2 separate regions of the Mus musculus genome follow, and region 2 is linked to region 1. Evidence: chromatin contacts called from public HiChIP or PLAC-seq data. All regions are on one chromosome and are shown on one strand. The core of a region is the stretch at or near the end of the contact, and the rest is flanking DNA. Distances in the headings are between cores, read along the strand shown. Region 1 overlaps Gm17750 (predicted gene, 17750). Region 2 has its middle 25 kb from the start of Ccnh.

What was found. HiChIP or PLAC-seq counts read pairs in DNA pulled down with a chosen protein or histone mark.
Region 2: an H3K27ac HiChIP or PLAC-seq map of VIP interneurons shows a contact between it and region 1, with 6 times the contacts expected there. The contact joins two enhancer-like sites. A contact is called at or near these places in 1 of 39 promoter capture datasets (hippocampal neurons), 4 of 484 Hi-C or Micro-C datasets (cerebellum, cortical neurons and forebrain) and 3 of 115 datasets of contacts at active chromatin or transcription factors (VIP interneurons, astrocytes and embryonic forebrain).

The regions. Positions count from the first base shown.
Region 1 is chr13:84,056,384-84,062,111 of GRCm38.p6, forward strand. All of the region lies in intron 1 of Gm17750 (predicted gene, 17750), which reads right to left. Among named protein-coding and RNA genes, the nearest start is that of Gm17750, 5.5 kb to the right of the region's middle. RefSeq lists an enhancer at 1,848-4,691. Within about 2 kb of position 3,093, at least 74 of the 459 cell types and tissues checked have an H3K27ac peak or open chromatin away from gene starts, as enhancers often do. A contact at or near this core is called in VIP interneurons, where this site is marked.
Region 2 is chr13:85,161,808-85,167,535 of GRCm38.p6, forward strand. No RefSeq gene overlaps it. Among named protein-coding and RNA genes, the nearest start is that of Ccnh, 25 kb to the right of the region's middle. Within about 2 kb of position 3,109, at least 13 of the 459 cell types and tissues checked have an H3K27ac peak or open chromatin away from gene starts, as enhancers often do. A contact at or near this core is called in VIP interneurons, where this site is marked.

The DNA of each region.
Region 1 (5,728 bases), core at 1,843-4,342:
AGCACCATCACCCATGAAGTTTGCACCCTATTTAGGGGTGCATTCCTACTCCTGTGAACAATGGCTGGTTTGTGTGGGCAAGTATAAGGAAACCTTATCCACTTCCCCCCCCAACCCACCCGCCCCCCCCCCCCCCCCGCCCTGCACCAGTTTGGCAAATGAAACAGAATACTGACAGTTGCCCAGAAGTGAAATGTCTCTGAGATTTCCTATCTGCCCAACAACAAGAAAGCAACGTGTAACTGTTTATTAAGAAGAGTTTGGGAATCTATTTATGAGACTCCATAAGAACCCAGATCATGGGGCTGTACTTGATTTACCAAAGTGGGGTAACCTCCTACACACACACACACACACACACACACTGTTGTTAATTACACTGTAAACATTTAATACACATTCTTTTTGTCCTTTGCCCTTTTCACAAGGAAAGGTGGCAATTTATATGTACTCTGGCTCATTCTTCTCATTGTTTTATTTCTTATTGTTCTGGCTTTCTTTCATTTCAGTGAAAAAGAGGCGGACATGTTTGGGAAGACAAAAATGTTTACCTAGTTAATATTTTCATATAAAGAAAGTCTAGGCACCTTCTACATTGTTATATGGCCTTTGTTGCACCACTAATGTGGAAGCTGAATTTTAATTACAAAATACCGTGAAGGGAATGCAGTAGGAACACGTAGCCCTTGAGTGTTAGCCAAATGACAGCAGGTTTAATAGCAGGAATGGCTATGCTTGGGATCCATATGCATGTTCAACTCACACATTGAGGCAACGCAATAAAGCAGAGAGAAAGCAGCTGATACACAAAAGGGACCGTCTAGACAGTGCCCCATCAGTCTGGCTAAATTTGGTGCTGGCATCCCCAATGGGATTGTAATATAATTGTTCTGGTGTCTGCGTTCATTCCCCTTGTCAAACACCATTCCAAAAACACATCCTTCTCCCCCCAATCTTTCTTCTTCCACAAACATGAAACCCAAACTATACAGTGCTGGAGAGGGCATGAGATGGTCCAGGCCCAGGAAAACATTACAATTCAGCAGAATTGCACTGTTTAATTTCCTTTTTAAAAAAAAAAAAATTTCCCTGTTAGATAACTCTGATGTAATTAATTTCACTGAATCTTAACAATTTAAAATTACAGAAAAAATTTAAATGCAAATATAAACAGCCTTAAAATACTGAGCATCATAGATGAAAGCAAACAGGCCTTCTATTCCTTTGTACTCATTAACCTCTGTTACAAAATTTAACAGAAATCAGAGCTGTGGAAGTATAGAAAAGGACATGGATCATAAATCCTAATGAGGAAAAGGCTAATGAAAACAGGGTTAAGCAAAAGCACAGAAAATATCAATTGTGTGGGGTTTTTTTCTGTCTTGAGTTTAAAGCCACTGTATTTTCTTTCTCTCTAGACAGCTCATGAAAGTTACATTTCTGTGAACTTGTGAAATGAATGATTTTATGTCTTTGGATTTTTAAAAGAGAAATCAGCAATCTACTTGCTCATAATAATTATTAATTTATATTTTAAAATATTCTAGTTTAAGAAATCAAGAAAAATGAAAATCATTACTTAAAGAATAAAATAAAATATACATCATTAAAATGAATAATGCATAGATTATTGATAGAAATGTTTATAATCTAAAAACTTCCAAAACACTGGAATTAAAACTGTCAGAACCCACCGCCCCCAATGAAAATGCAGATTTGAAAGTTGATAATAATCTAACTGCATGCAATTATTTTGTTATCTATGGACACTGTTGAGATGTTTACATTAATTAAGAAGCCCATTTTTATAGCCATTTTTTAATACCCAGAAAAATGAGATTGGGAAAGAAGCTGGGCTACTGAGTGGGTATGTATTCCTGAGAGTGTGTCTGGATTTGTTTTTCTGTTTGGGGGGCTTGAATAACCCGTCCCTGGTGCAATAAAGAGAGATTTGTCTCCCTGCTTTCTAGCACTTTGGTGATGCTAGAGTAGGGTGCCAAGTAAGTTAAGCAAGTCTCCCATCCGCATCAGGAACCACCTTAACCTAGAGAGCTATCAAGGAAAATACTTTGGGATCTAGATGCTGGCTTTGACCAACTGTAGGAGGCTAAGAGGCAAACAGACCCACCAAAGTCTGACAAAGGCAAGAAGTCCCTGAAGACACAAGGCAAAAAGACAGAGCAACAACCCCATAGAAAACTACACTTACAGCAGCTCAGAAATACACAAATACCGTTTAGAAATGGCCTAAAATTCTCACATGGGAACAAAAGGTTAACTATATGATTAAGAGATATATTGTTCTGTTTTTGATTTAAAAAAAAAAAAAGAAACACAATTTGTGACTTCATATTTTTTTCCTTTCATCTTATAAAATTCTCATTCTGAATTTGAGCATGGGTACGAGAAGTACGGTAATTAACAGAGTCAACAATACAATATTTTAACAGAATATCCACCTGCAGCTGGTTCTTTGCTTATAATTGTTTCATTATTCATTTTATTTCTTGAGCACGCACTGGTGGAAAGCAAAAGAAAGGCATACTGTAGGCCTCCCTGAGATGAAACACTGTAGCAAAAGCTGAGTTTTATACTTGGTTTTCAAACTATTGAATAATATCCTATGAGACCTCTTAGGTCTTAACTGGATTAAAATGAATATATTTGTGCTCCTGCTCTTCAGTTAACTAATGTGCATGTGAATTGACGCTGCGAGGGAGCCACACTGAGAGTAGATGCAGGGGACAGGACGAGTGTCGCTGTGCAAAGGAGTGAGCAGGCTGCCTTTGCCTCCGACAAAATGAAAATGAGCAGGCCTTGGGGTCTGGTGCATTTTGTCGGGGCCAGAAGAGCAGCTGAGCTGAGGGATGAAGGGGGAGGGGAAAGGGTGGTGGTAAAAGGGAGGTGGAGAACAGGGTGTGGGGTGTGTGTGTGTGTGTGTGTGTGTGTGTGTGTGATCACTCTGAGGTTTTAGTTATGACTGTGGTGCTTGCGGTTTTTGTTTAGTTGTCTCGCAGCATAAACAGCCTTGAGCTTCAGGTTCAGGGTGGAGTGCATGCAAAGGGAATGTCAACGTAGTTCTCTTTCTGTCCTTTCCCCGTGGTTGCTACTCAGAAAACTGTGGCTGGGAAGGAGTGGGATGGGGGGGAGGTGAAGTAAAGAGAAGGGGGTCTGTCTGCAGCTGCCCCTCTCACACTTGAATAAAAGAACTTTTTTTTTTCAGGGGTAGGGAAGCTGTGAATACCTTTCCCAATAAGAGATGAGGCATATTGAAAACTATATTAAATTACCCTGATTAACAATTTAGCCACGAACAGGGGAGCTTTGGGAGATCTCTATAGGCAGGACTGGGGGCTATTCATGCCAGCAGCTAAGAGGTCGAAAGGTTTCTGAAGTTCACAGGCTCAGAGCCTTTGTTATGCTAACAGACAATCTCAAATCAGCTGCCTAGTGGAGTGTGAAATATAAATGATTCCTTGAGAACTTCCAGTAAGTTGTCACTCTTGCTCTCCAAATACCAGGACAGGCTGCTAATTTCTAGCAGACCCTTTTGCAACATCGCTAGCCCTAAATGAATGCCTTTGTAGTTCAAATAATCTTTTCAAGGGAGCTGTCCTATCATCATAGCCCAAACGCATCTTGGTTTTGACTATTAAATGAAAATCAGAGTTCAGCCCTGCTTGACTTTTCCAAGCAGCCGATGTTTGGGAAGGGTAGAGGCAGCTCTCATGCACAAGAAGTTAGCACCCACTGCAGGAGGGCCAGGGCATTAATAACAGCTACAGCCATGACTACCCCAACTCCAACCCCCACCCCTACCCCTACCAGGAACAAAGCTCCTGGAGAGATTTACAGGGGGCTCCCCTCAGGCTGGACTACCTTCTTCTTTCAACCATACCAAGTCTTCTCTGATTTATGGACCCTCTGTCCAACAGGACAGCCAGCTGACCTGTTAGCATCTCACTGGTCACTTTGAAGCAGCAACCTTAGGGATGAATATATTCATTCTTTAGGGCAGATGAGGCCAAGAAGAAGAGGACAAGGTGTATGTCCAGGCTGTGCCCTTAGTATCAGAAGCTTGTGCATATTTTTTCCTTTTCCCATAAGTGTAAAAGCATGGCTTAAGGTCTTGGGTAGAATCTGTGAGCATGTCCAGAGAACTGTCTTAGCTCTTCACATCTGAATCTCAAAGCTTTGAAAATAAGGAAAAACACTACCAGTCCAAACCTCATATAAGTTCTGAGAGCAACAATGAGAATGTACTAAGGGAAGTATGGCCAAATCAAGCGATCTAGTAGAAAAGGGTAGGGCCAATTTAAAAAATAAAGAAATCACAGAAGAGAGGGCAGAGCAAAGGCTGAGAGGCACCCGTCTCCATGAGTCTGCACAGAGAAACAGCAGCAGGCAACCTGGCCCTTAACATTTGGGGAGAGGATTTCTGACTTCACGGTCCTCAACTTTTTGTTGAAACACTAAAAGGTCCATAACATCTCTGAATTCTCCAAATAGGGCAAGGCTGATTTCTGGGGCAAATAAAAAGTGTGTGGGGAGGGGGGGGGGGGAATCAGATGATTGTATCTCTGAATACATTCTCACAGTAAGTTCTTAAACATGAGGTAACATGTGAGCAATAAATTGAAGACGCTCTCAGAGTCTTAGAAAGAGATCTATCCATGCAAAGAGCTGAAGGCCGGCATGCTCCTCATCCTCTTCCAACTACAATTTCTAACTACTGTTGCTATAGCAACTTATGTAAACAAACACTTTTTTCTTTCTAAGGTAACTAGGACTTAGGACCATGCATTAAAACATAAATGACTGAACAATATGAATGGCTCGGTATCTCCCAACAGCTTAAATGTTATATAGCTATGCACTCAAATGTTATTTTTTACAAATAATCAGTATACAAAGTCAATCTGAAAAGAACTCTGAGATTTAACTCGGAGGCTTTAGTCAATATAGTGTAAGGTACTTTTCAATTATTATTATTGTTCAAATCCTTATTTCAATTTTTAAAATCTGCAGGTAATATTGTTTGGGAGAATTAGTTCAGATCACTAACATTAAAAAGTAAAAGTTCATAGTTTCTTCAGTCAAATGTTAGAATTGAACAATAGCTTGTTGCTGACCTGCTCAGACCCTTCTCAGAGGGACATAGAGCAAACTTGTCCCCCAATTTCAGATAGTAAAGTGATGAGCTCTGAATTTCTGAATTACAAAAGGCAGGCAGTATTGATCAAAAAGTTGAGTGGATGTGATACAATTGCTTAAACTCAAATATTATTCCCTTTCTACTTAAAAAGAAAGAAAGAAAGGAAGAAAAACCTAAGTCAATATTAAACTGTAGGATGTCTACCTGCTGCTGACACATGCAGGACATTCAAAGGAGAAGTGTTTGCCCTGTGCTTTCCAAATTCTTATGTCACCAATTGCACATGCCCTCTCTCCTTAACACTTCAAAACGGGGGAGGAAACGCTTTTGTGTTCAAACTGCAGAGAAAAGGTTTGTGAGTTGAGTGCCATGTATGCCAGCCATGTGTGCCAGCTCCACTCTGGGGAGCTACTGTTTCTCCCCTGCAGTGGTTTTTCTCTGTCCACGGCTTTTGCACATCTTAAACTCTGACCACTTGGAGAAAAGCAGTGGTTGAAATGAGAAGTTGGGAAAAATCGCATCAAACCTGTGTTTTACTGAAAAATGGGAAGGAAGAAAGCAGTGTGGGGCCAC
Region 2 (5,728 bases), core at 1,859-4,358, 1.1 Mb after region 1:
GCAGAATGTTAATCCCAGAAGAAAGAAAAAGCACCGGTAATGGAGGAAGAGAAGGAGGAGGAGGAAGAGGAAGAGGAGGACAAGAAAGAGTCTATCAACAGCAATATATTAAACAACTGAAAGTCCTTTTCATTTAAAGTTGTGAATTGATTATATCAGCATCTTTAGTTTATATTTTATAAAGAAGGTAAGTTGTTGTTCAAGTATGCAACTTGAATGCTACATAGGAAACCAGAACCCATATATCTAAAAGCCGCTATGTTTTTGGGGTGATTTTTTTATTTGTTTGTTTGTTTTTTGTTTGTTTGTTTTTATGAGACAGGTTTCTCTGTGTAGCCCTGGCTGTCCTGGCACTCACTTTGTAGACCAGGCTGGTCTCCAACTCAGAAATCCTCCTGCCTCTGCCTCCCAAGTGCTGGGATTAAAGGTGTGCGCCACCACCACCCGGCGCCCCTACGTTTTATAAGCATGACTCTGAAGCTTCAATATATATATATATATATATGCTTGCTCTATATAAACAAAATATATTCTGTACACATCCCAATGTCCAAGGACCTTCAACCATAAAACATTCATATCACCAAGTATGAATTTTCTAATATAGTAATTAAAAGCAATAAAATTCCCAGCACCTAGGAGCTCTAGACTGGAATATCAGGAGTTCAAAGTCTTTGTCAGTTACACAGTAAGTTTAAAACCAGCTTAAGCTTCATGAGTACCTATCCCAATAAAAATAAAATGAATAAGTAAATAAAATTTACTAGTATCTATTGTCTTTACTAAAGAATAGTGTTAAGACTACTCAACATCACAAAAACACAAGTTAATTTTTTGAGCAGCATGTTTGAATTTACGTTAGAAAAGCAAAACCTCTTGGTTATTATTGTGTATAAATGCTGTCCATATTCCAAATATGGATTTCAGCTTGTCTTAGTGTTCTATTGCTGTAAAGAGATACGATGATCACGGTAACTTAAAGAAGAAAGCATTTAGTTGAGGACTTGTTTACAGCTTTAGAATGTGAGTCCATGACTATCATGGGATAGGAGCACAGTAGCAGGCAGGCTGGCATGGTTTTGGAGCAGTAATGGAGAGGTTACATTTCATCTGTAACTTATAGACAGAGAGCCAAAGACTGGGCCTGGCATGGGCTTCTGAAACCTCAAAGTCTTACACACCAGTGTGTGGACACACTTTCTCCAAGAAAGTCACACATCCTAATCCTTCCCAAAGTGTTCTACGCACTAGGAACCAAACATTCATATATGTAAGCCTCTAGGGACTATTCTCACTCAAACCACCACAAGGCTGGAAGGCTTTTCCCTTATGTAACAGCTGTTGTTGTCAGCTTGACACACTCCTATGGGGGATTTTTTCCTGGTTGTATTATTTGAGGTCAGAAGCATCACTGTAAATCTGGGCCACACCTTCTGGTTCACTTGAAAGGACATGGAAAACTTCTTGCCTGCTTCTCCTCACTCTCAATGACAAGTTCATCTATTCTGTTCCCAAGTCATTCTTTCACTGCTGTTAGAACCTACTTCTTTGAAATTCCAATGTTGACTGAAAAGTGCCCACAATCTAGGACCTCCATGAGACTCCAGTACCAAATTGGGATAGCTGAAACATTTAATCTTGTGGACTGAACAACTACTGTATTCTTGATCTGTCAGCCAGGAGACAGCCATTGTTGGGACTACCTGGACTACAGCCTGTAAGATTCCACTTATTCTATAAGTTATGTTTCTTTAGAGAGCCCTGAGTAACATATCTTGTTTCCCTGAAATAAGATGACTTTTCTGGACCTCATTATTATTCTGGACCTTAGCACTTTTACCTACATGATCTGGTTATTCAAGAAAAAAAAATTAATTACTGCCTTTTAATCACTGCATTGGCAGGAAGGTATATTAGTATTTTATATCAGTTTTTTCTTCAATCTACTAGTTTGTCTCTGATTTACAGGACATTTAAATCTATTTACATGGTTGAGTTTGAAGCTCAGTGATAGAGCACTTTTGTTTGATACCCAGCCCTCAGTATATGTGTGTTGGTGGGGAGGGGAAATCAGCCTTAATGATAAAGGTTGATAGCATGACAGCATTTCTAGAACGAGAACTATTATCAGAGCAAACATTCCGAATGACTGTCCAGGGTCTTACAAATTCAGAAAGAATGCCTGGAGCATAATTCACATGCAAGCAACGCTTTTGTTGCTTCAAACATTGGTACTAGAGTTTAAATTTAGAGTGAGAAAAGAGATAAAGGAGGAGCAGCGGTTCCTGAGGAGGTTTCAAATGTTACCTCGAAGTTGAGTCAGTTGGCAGAACATAGAATCCCTAAAATCTATGCAAGGTTTGCTGGTTGATGAGATGCTACATGCTGTACTCCACTCCATGGAAAGGTAAGCAAACATTTAAGATGTGTTTGTCATAAATAGATATTCCTGCATTAAATATAAGAGAGCTGATTTATATTTTTAATTTTGCCATTCAATAAATATTAATAATTATCTACTCTATTCATTGTTGGGCATATCAGCACAAGCTTAGACGTGTAGACAAGTCTGAAGTTTAGAAATCTGGAAGCAATTCTATAGGCTGAGTTTGCACAGATTGAAGTAGGTGAGAGTGGTGATGACAGTCGGAAGGAAATGGTCAGATGTTATAGAAGGTCTGCTCATCATGTGAAAGAGGTTGATTTTATCTTTGAGTCAGTGAGGGAGCCAGTGAATGCTTTTACCAAAAATACAATGCAACTAGATTTTTTTTTTTTGGAACATTTACAATAGTAAAGTATGCAGCATCAATTTCATTATAGAACTACCTGTGGAGCCTTAAAATCCATCACTGCCCATGTATCACCGTGGAAAGATCCTGTTCACTTAGGCTAAGGAGTAGACAGAGTTTAAAAGCTGTCCAGGTAAGCACTTGGCTTTAGTGCAAAACCCAGGTCTGAGAACTACTACTATTGAAAGCAGACTGGGTCAGAACAACATTTCAGTGTGCTAAAGTGAGAGATTTCGGAGAGCAGAACACATAGTAGCCGAGAAATCTACATGTAGGACTTTGATTGGCTCGGTTTACAATTAGTTGTTTCACAATGATGAGAATAATAAATCTGGAACCTCCAGGATCTAAGCCACATGGCTCCACCATGTGGATAAACTGTGATATATCAAGGTGGTTGCTTGCTTTTTTTTTTTTCTTTCTGATCCTGCTACTTTTAATAATTGAATGCTAATAGAAACAAACTAAAAACCCAAAACTATTATGTTGATTAAAGGACAAATGTGTTGACTCTTAGAATATTTAGAGCTCAAATACTGCAAGACCTGAATGTGTGTGTGTGTGTGTGTGTGTGTGTGTGTGTGTGTATACTTTCTCTATTACATTTCTTTGGGCACATTTATGAAAAGAGTATTTACTTGCATTTATTTCATCTAAATGTGTTAGATAGTGAAGTGGAGTTGCATATAATTTTTGGTAGAGATACAGAGTTGCTATGAGGATTTTTGAAATGCCAAACACTTAAAACTGCTTTTTATGTCTCCAGGATGCCTTTCAAGTAGCCTATAATCACATTACATTTATTCTCAAGATATACTGAAATAGTTCAGGTAGAAATTTCTGTTGATTAGAAGAAAAGCAAAATAAATTGGCTAATTTTTACTGTCAAAATTCTTCTTCATCTTGCTTAACTACTTAAAATTTCTCTTAAAAGGCTTGAGTGTATGATTCTTAGTGACAAAATAAACCATTTTCATAGTCTGTAAACTTTCATACATGATTGCCTATTACAGTTTATTGATATCTCCTCAAGAAAATTCTGAAAATGAGATTAAGAAGAGAAATTAATATCATATTCTTAATTCTTTGGTCACCCAGCAATTTGCATAGTAAGCAGTTTCTCCATTCATAATTGAAGTGTAGTGTTTGCTTTCTAAAGGCTTGCAGAAAGCTTAAATATCAACCCTACAGTCTGACTTAATATATGAATGCAAAGATTTTTATTTTATTTTGTAATAGTTTTGTGCTGGAAGATGTATGATCCTTATCATCACTAGAACAATTTAGAGAGACATAGAAGTAATTGGGATTTAAGCTCAATGGACCTAAAGAAACTCAAATAAGTATAAGTTTGAAAGACGATGTGGTCAGGAGCTATGACAAGAGAGAAAAATCTAGAAAGAGAATGTAGTCTACAACCTAATAGCATGACTTCCCTGGGGAGCAAGATGGGAATAAACCTGGGGCCTGACCTCCTAGATCAAAGTCAGCATTTTAACAAGATCCCCCAGGTGACTTGTATACATACTAAACTCTCAAAACCAGTCTCCTGGGACAGCATTGAATTAACTGTACTCTATAATGGGTCAGAGAGTAAATATTTTAGGCCTTGCAGGTCAAGTGCTCTGTATCCACAGCTGTAGCCTGGAAGCAGTGCTGGATGACAGCAAGCAAATGAGTGTGGAAACTGGTGGAGGAGCACTTAAATGATAACTCCTCTCCCTGTCCAACTAACTCTTTCATGTTCAAAAACAATTGTTGTCATGACTGCTTCTCATGATTCCTGGCACTTCAGGTGCTCAATGGAACTGTTTCCTGGGCTGGAGGTTACAGAAAGAAGATTGGGTTATAGGATTTCTCAGCATCCATAACTATGTTCATCAATTTTTTATATAAACACATGCTCAATCACAACAATGGACCAGTGTGAAGTGGTAATAGAGAAAAATAAAGTATATGTGTTGGATACCGTGAGCCAGCCAATTACGAGAATTTGAGAGCTGGGTAACTCTGAACACAATCTAGAACACCTCTTGGAAGCTGTGTTGGTTGTTTTTTGTTAACTTTGTTTAACTTTGTTAAACTAGGGTCATCCAAGAAGAGGGAATGTCTACTGAGAAAATGTCTCTATCACATTGGCCTGTAGGCAAGTGTAAGGGGCAAATGTAAGGGTCCTCTGGATTTTGGAGAACCTAGTCTACTGTGGGAAGTTCTAATGGCTTACCTAAGCTCCTAGAAAGGTGGGCCTAGATGAAAGAAGGCTGAGCAAGTCATCAAAAAAAGCAAGCCAGCAAGCATCATTCCTCCACAATCTCTGTTTCTGTCCCTTTCTCCAGATACCTGCTTTGATTTCCTGTCCTGACTTTTCTTCATGATGTTTATATGTCATAAGATGAAACAAACCCTTTACTCCCTGTGTTGATTTTAGTCAGGGTATTTATCACAGCAATGGAAAGCAAATGAGGACAAAACAGAAACTATATAGTGAAAGTTTTGGTTGTTTCACTGACACTGAAGAAAAGTCATCAACAGAAAAAGATGACACATTGAGTACTTTCTCTCTCTCTCTCTTTCTTTCTCTCGCTCATTCATCTCTCATGTATAACATCCTGACTGCTGTTTTCCCTCCCTCCCCTACTTCTACAAGTAGCCAAAAGAGTCAGAGACAGCACCCACCCCTGCTGCTAGGATGCCCACAAGACCACCAAGCTATTCAGTCACAACACATATCAAAGGTCCTAAGTCAGACACCTACAGGATCTCTGATCTCTGTGAGCCCCTATGAGTCTCAGTCAGCTGATTTTGTGGGTCATGTTCTTATGGTGTCCTCTGGTTCCTAATAACTCTGGTACTGCACGTGTCTTGATGAAGACCTACAGTCTGAGATTATTGAAAATAAGATGCTGAATTACTTTTTGTGTCTGATTAAATTGTAA